2 separate regions of the Mus musculus genome follow, and region 2 is linked to region 1. Evidence: chromatin contacts called from public Hi-C data. All regions are on one chromosome and are shown on one strand. The core of a region is the stretch at or near the end of the contact, and the rest is flanking DNA. Distances in the headings are between cores, read along the strand shown.

Region 1 (2,757 bases), core at 29-2,528:
TCCTCCCTCTTCTGGGGTGTGACAGTACTAGGGGAGGGGACAGCAGTGCTCTGATGGGAGGGAGATGGTCTGGCTAGGTAGCCAGGTTTGGTTATTTTAATTTTCCTCCCTTTCCCCAGCAAGGCCTGTGATTATTACATTAATCTTACAGGCGAAGTTTTTATGGCCCATCCCTTGTAGACTATGAGAAGTTTCTCCATCCATTGCCAGGCAGGGAGCAGACCCTGGTGGGGAGGAAGTATTTGTTACATCTTATCAGGCTGACACACAATCTAACAACAATTACAGCAGCCCCATTTTTCCCACTAGTTCAGCTCCAGCTTGAAAAATTGTTGTAATATTAAAGTCAGGCAGGATGGGGGCTGGTCACAGGAGGTGGCCACTATCCCAGCTCTGGGCCAGGCTCCTGGGAGCCTCTCCTTGAGCTCTTTGGTGGCTGCTCATTCCAGGTGCGGTGCCTTCTCCCAAAGCCAAGGCACTTCCTGGCCTCTGCTTTGCAGATACCTTACCCCTTCAACCCTAGCCCTTACCCTGGCCAACCCTAGACTGCCTCAGAGAATACTCGGGGTTTAAGAAGGGACAGCTTGCTTTCTCACACCAGAAGGTGGTAGGTCAACATGCCTAAGTATGGTAGCTAAGAAATGGAATTGCAGGCAGAGGGCGGGACTTACACCTTGTAGCCATCCATCTCCCTGACCCTGGGCCAGCCCTGATTGGGTCGCTGGCCACATGTCTGAAAGGCCCTGTCTTTGAGTGAGGAGCAGCAGCCAAGCTGGGATGTGAAACTCTCTGAGGCCACAGGCACTATGTGACTAGGGTTCAGATCAGAATGACCAGTTCCTGGCTCTTGTTGCTAGAGGTCAGAGTTTGTGAAACAGGCGCAAGCTGAGGTCTAGCCCTCCACGTTTGAATGCAGTTCTGTTTGTGCTCCATGCAGAAACAGGTCCTGCTATCCCCTGGAAAGGAGTAATGGTATTACCTAGTATCAGCCAGACAAGCCAGCTCTCCCATGGGACCCTGAGAGGTACACACCGTCCTCCCATCCCAAGAAGCAAGTGACCTGGGGATGCGGGTGACCTGCGGCAGGGCCCGGCAATGGAAGGCGCGGGCTGGCAGGGCTGGCAATCGCCCGCTGGTCCTGTCGCCCTCCCCGTCACTCGGCACCATGCGGTGATTAATGGCCGGGCCGAGCGCGCGTGCGGCCGTCAGCGCGATGGATGTGGCTGTCAGGCCGAGCGTCCGCGCTGACCCCCGGCCCCGGCCCGCGCGATCAATGGGCGGCGTGCGACGGGCGAAGGCTGGGCTGGCGCGATAAGATGGGCCGATGCGCGCCCGCCGATTGCCCGCTCCGTCACCCGCCGTCACCGGCGCCGTCACGCCGCCCGCGCGCGGGTCGGCGCCGTCAGCACGCGTGATTAATGGGGACGCGGGCGGGAGGTGCGGCCCAGACCCTTGCAAATACCCGCGGACCCCCGAGTGGCGTGGCTCGCAGCGCCCCCGTGTGGCTAGACACGCAGTCTGGGGGTGGAGGATGCTTGTGGGAAAACAATTGGGGTAGGCACATGGAGTTTGGCTTTATTATTATTACTATTATTATTGTTGTTGTTGAGCTTGGCGTCATCATCATCATCATCAAGTAGACCTGAACTCTCTATATAGACCAGGTGGCCTCGAACACAGGTTCCTCTGCCTGCCTCTTCCTTCCTAGTGCTGGGCTTATAGTGTACCCTTGGCAGGATAAAGTTTTGAGTGGATAGTTTTGTGTTAATTCTGAGCAGGGTGCAGAATTTGGACTGAATCAAAGGAGTATGCATGATAGTGTGTTCCACTTCGTGGTCCCTCTGTGCAAGCCACTTTACACTCAGTGTATTTCCTAGCTAGAGATGGCAGAGATTAGGAGGAAGGGGAGACTAGAGATGGGGAGGAAGGTGCTGTCAGTCTCAGGTTCAGCCTCTGCATTTCATAATGGCTGACCCTGTTCCCTCATCCTGAGTGATGTAGGAATGCCTGCATATCCTTGCTTAGAGTTCTGGTTTGCTTGTATTCTCTTTTAAAGCTTATATTCACAGAGTAAAATCCCTAAGCCACAAGTAGGCCACTGTGAGTGCTGACAAAGAGAATCTTCCTAACCCCTTGAGCAGAAGGAATAACGTCTACTCACTTCCTCCTTGGGCCCTAGCAACAAACTAAAGTCCACTAAAGACCAGGGACTTCCTTGGTCTTACAGAGCAAAGGGTAGAGTATGGGTGACCTTAAAGCAGCCACAATGGAAATGTGCACCTGGCAGGGATGGTGACTCCTCATGGCTGTATAGATGGAGCCTCTTCCCTAATACCTTCCCACCTGTTTTCTAGCCCCTCTTGGAGGCCCCGATGCCAAGTCAGTAGAATTAGGGCAGGATGACATTCAACTTATTGGGTCGGTTGGCTGAGTACCCAGGGGAGGGGGCCTATGACATTCTCTGGCCTCCCCTTGAAAGAAGGAAGGTCACCAGTCAACAATCCCACCCGTGAAGATCCTGGGCAAGTGGGTCCAGCCCAACTGAAGATGGAGGCAGTTTGTCTTGGAGGCAGTCTCGGACAACAGCTGCTTCTGGCCCACTTCGTTCAGAACAGTGTATGGCTATCCACCATCTACTTATTCATGACTGCTCATGTTTGCTTGGGCTCTCCCATTTCCCATGCATGTAAGACTAGGAGAGGACATGAACATTTAGTTCCAAAGGGATTGCTAGAGCTTTCCAAATGCATTGTCATG
Region 2 (2,700 bases), core at 201-2,700, 490 kb before region 1:
AGATCTGATGCCTTCTTCTGGAGTGTCTAAAGACAGCTTTAGTGTATTTACATATAAATAAATCCTTATAGAAAGAAAGAAAGAAAGAAAGAAAGAAAGAAAGAAAGAAAGAAGGAAGGAAGGAAGGAAGGAAGGAAGGGAAGGGAAGGGAAGGGAAGGGAAGGGAAGGGAAGGGAAGGGAAGGGAAGGGAAGGGAAGGGAAGGGAAGGGAAGGGAAGGGAAGGGAAGGAAGGAAAAAAGGAAGGAAAAAAGGAAGGAAAAAAGGAAGGAAAAAGAAGCTAGGCATGGTAGCACAAACCTTTGATCCCAGCACTTGGGAGGCAGAGGCAGGTGGATTTTTCTGAGTTTGAGGCCAGCCTGGTCTACAGAGTGAGTTCCAGGACAGCCAGGCTATACAAGGAAACCCTATCTTGAAAAAACAAACATAAATAAATAGAAAGGGAAAAGAAATGAAAAAAAAAAAGACAATAACTGTAGCTAAAATTAAATTTTACAAAAATTCCTAGTTGTCTTGTAATATAAATTTCAAATTTAGGATTGGGGTGTGGCTCCGTGCTCATGCATGGCGGGAGCATGTGCACTCAGCCTGCATGGGGCTCGGGCTCTGTCTCCACCATGCTCCCGACCGTGCTTTTACTGCTATTTTATCCAACAACACTATTTGCAGCCAATTATCCATTCTCCACAAATATAATGGTAAGTTTGAAAAGCACGGAGGTATGACAGACAGTCTGGATGCAATCAACTGGGCCTACACGAGGGCTCAGCACAGAAGGTGCTACCCAGAGGTGAAGTGCTCCGCACAGAAGCTTCATGACCTGTGTTTAATCCCTACAACTCACAGAAAGGAAGAAAGCAAGCCAACTCCACCCCCACCCACCCACCCACCATTTAAAGAAGACTTCATTTAAAGAAGACTCAGTAAGCTGGCAGTCTGGCTCCAGGCTGAGCAGTGGCTCACCTGCATGGTAACAAGTCTGTCGTCCACCATCACCTCCTTGGTCAGAAAGTCCGCTCCTATTGTGGCTTTGTACTGGTTACTGAACTTCTTGTTCACATACTGGTTCATGAGAGAGGTCTTTCCAACACTGAAATTGAACAAAACCCACATGTCTGAGTCAAATAAGGGACTGAAAGGGATTTGTGTTTACAATGTTCAAAGCAACATGCCTGAGCTAGGAAGAGCGTTTAGTTGGTAGAGTGCTTGCCTGACATACACCAGGCCTGGGTTTAACTCCCGGTACTGCAACAGTTTAAAAACAAAACAAAGCATTTTACTAAAAGAAACACACACAAACTCACTCACTCCTAAATGGAACTTTGTGATAAGATCACTCCAAACGGCTTTGTAATCTCAGGTGTTTATGCATCACTCAGTGTGGTCAAGTAACACCAGGAGGAAGCCACTCAGCAGTATGTAGCCAGAAAGGAATGTTCCAAGACAGGTGTAGCCCCACATGCCTGGAATTCAGTGCTTAGAGATAGAGGCAGCAGCACTGAGAGCCTGAGGCTAGACTGGGCTGCACAGTGAGTTCAAGGGCATTGAGCCACAGTTTTTGTTTCAAAACTAAAGCCCAAGCAAAACAACAAAACAGGGCCTGTTTGATGGCTAAAGCGAAAGGCACCTATTGCCAAGCCTGAAAACTTAATTCAATCCCAGGGCCCCCAGAGCAGGAGGAAAAACAATTCTTGCACGGACCTTCACACCCACACGCATATGCACATACATAATAAAACATTAAGAATGTCCCTCCCAAGGAATTTTTTCACCAAGAAAACTCACCAACCAAGTGTTCAGTAAGATAAGGGTAGGGTCAGGGTAATGCAACCTAAAGAAAGCGCCAATGCTTTCCTTGTTCAAGGCTTTCCACAAAGAGTGCACATACATACAGCCTAAGACAGTAGTGCTTGCCTTGCCAGGGGTATAGCGCAATGGCTGACCAGTGGTCTAAGGTGCTGGTTCTACCCAGTTCTGCAACACAATTAGAATTTACAGAAGTAGAGTGAGGTCTGTAATCCTCAAAGGCCTTGAGACTCCTTTCAGACAGTATGCCATTTCTCACAGTCCTGGGCAGGAGACACTATTCCTATACTCTACCCCACTGGAAGGCACTTTCAAAAACAAGAAAATACTTGTTTGAGGGTTCCTTAAGCATTTCAATAGGCCAAACACAGGAAACCCCAACAGTAAAGGATAGAGGCCAGGCCCAGAGCCGAATGTGGAACTGCCTTGAGATCAGTGAGGATGAAGCTCCAAGCCAATCTGAGGTCAGATTCGTGAGAAACACTTACCCAGAGTCCCCCAGGATGATGACCTTCAGCAACACTTTCTTCCTAGAGGTCATCCTTGAAGCTGTCGGGAGGAGAAAGTGCAGGTGAGCTGAAGAAACATTAAGGCAGTTTTGCATTGTCTACAGTGCAGCCACTCTGGTCTGCCAGGAGCTGAGCCCCAGCCCTCACTCAGACTGGCCCCCGGCCTGTGAACCCTTTAGCTAACCTAACAAGACAGCAGGGCAGGGGCTGAACGGATGCCGGTGCCCTCTCTCTCCTCAAGTGCTGGGTCCATTACTGGCATCAGCAGTTGGGATTAACACTCCAAACAGACTCACAAATCTCACAAGTGAAGATTAAGCACTACTTTCTCAGCAAAGGAACCTATTTCCTTCCTTCCTTCCTTCCTTCCTTCCTTCCTTCCTTCCT

The links. Hi-C and Micro-C count contacts between places; a contact is called where the count stands out from the background.
Region 2: a Hi-C map of uterus shows a contact between it and region 1, with 3 times the contacts expected there. The contact joins two enhancer-like sites. A contact is called at or near these places in 4 of 484 Hi-C or Micro-C datasets (the AML12 cell line, embryonic stem cells, myocytes and 1 more) and 1 of 9 other capture datasets (embryonic stem cells).

What each region holds. Positions count from the first base shown.
Region 1 is chr6:88,498,878-88,501,634 of GRCm38.p6, forward strand. No RefSeq gene overlaps it. Among named protein-coding and RNA genes, the nearest start is that of Gm46965, 8.6 kb to the left of the region's middle. Within about 2 kb of position 1,279, at least 110 of the 459 cell types and tissues checked have an H3K27ac peak or open chromatin away from gene starts, as enhancers often do. A contact at or near this core is called in uterus, where this site is marked.
Region 2 is chr6:88,011,346-88,014,045 of GRCm38.p6, forward strand. Rab7 (RAB7, member RAS oncogene family) reads right to left here. Exons shown (of 6, transcript NM_009005.3): 2 at 2,293-2,353; 3 at 962-1,088. The coding sequence starts at 2,345. Among named protein-coding and RNA genes, the nearest start is that of Gm34872, 7.7 kb to the left of the region's middle. Within about 2 kb of position 1,451, at least 33 of the 459 cell types and tissues checked have an H3K27ac peak or open chromatin away from gene starts, as enhancers often do. A contact at or near this core is called in uterus, where this site is marked.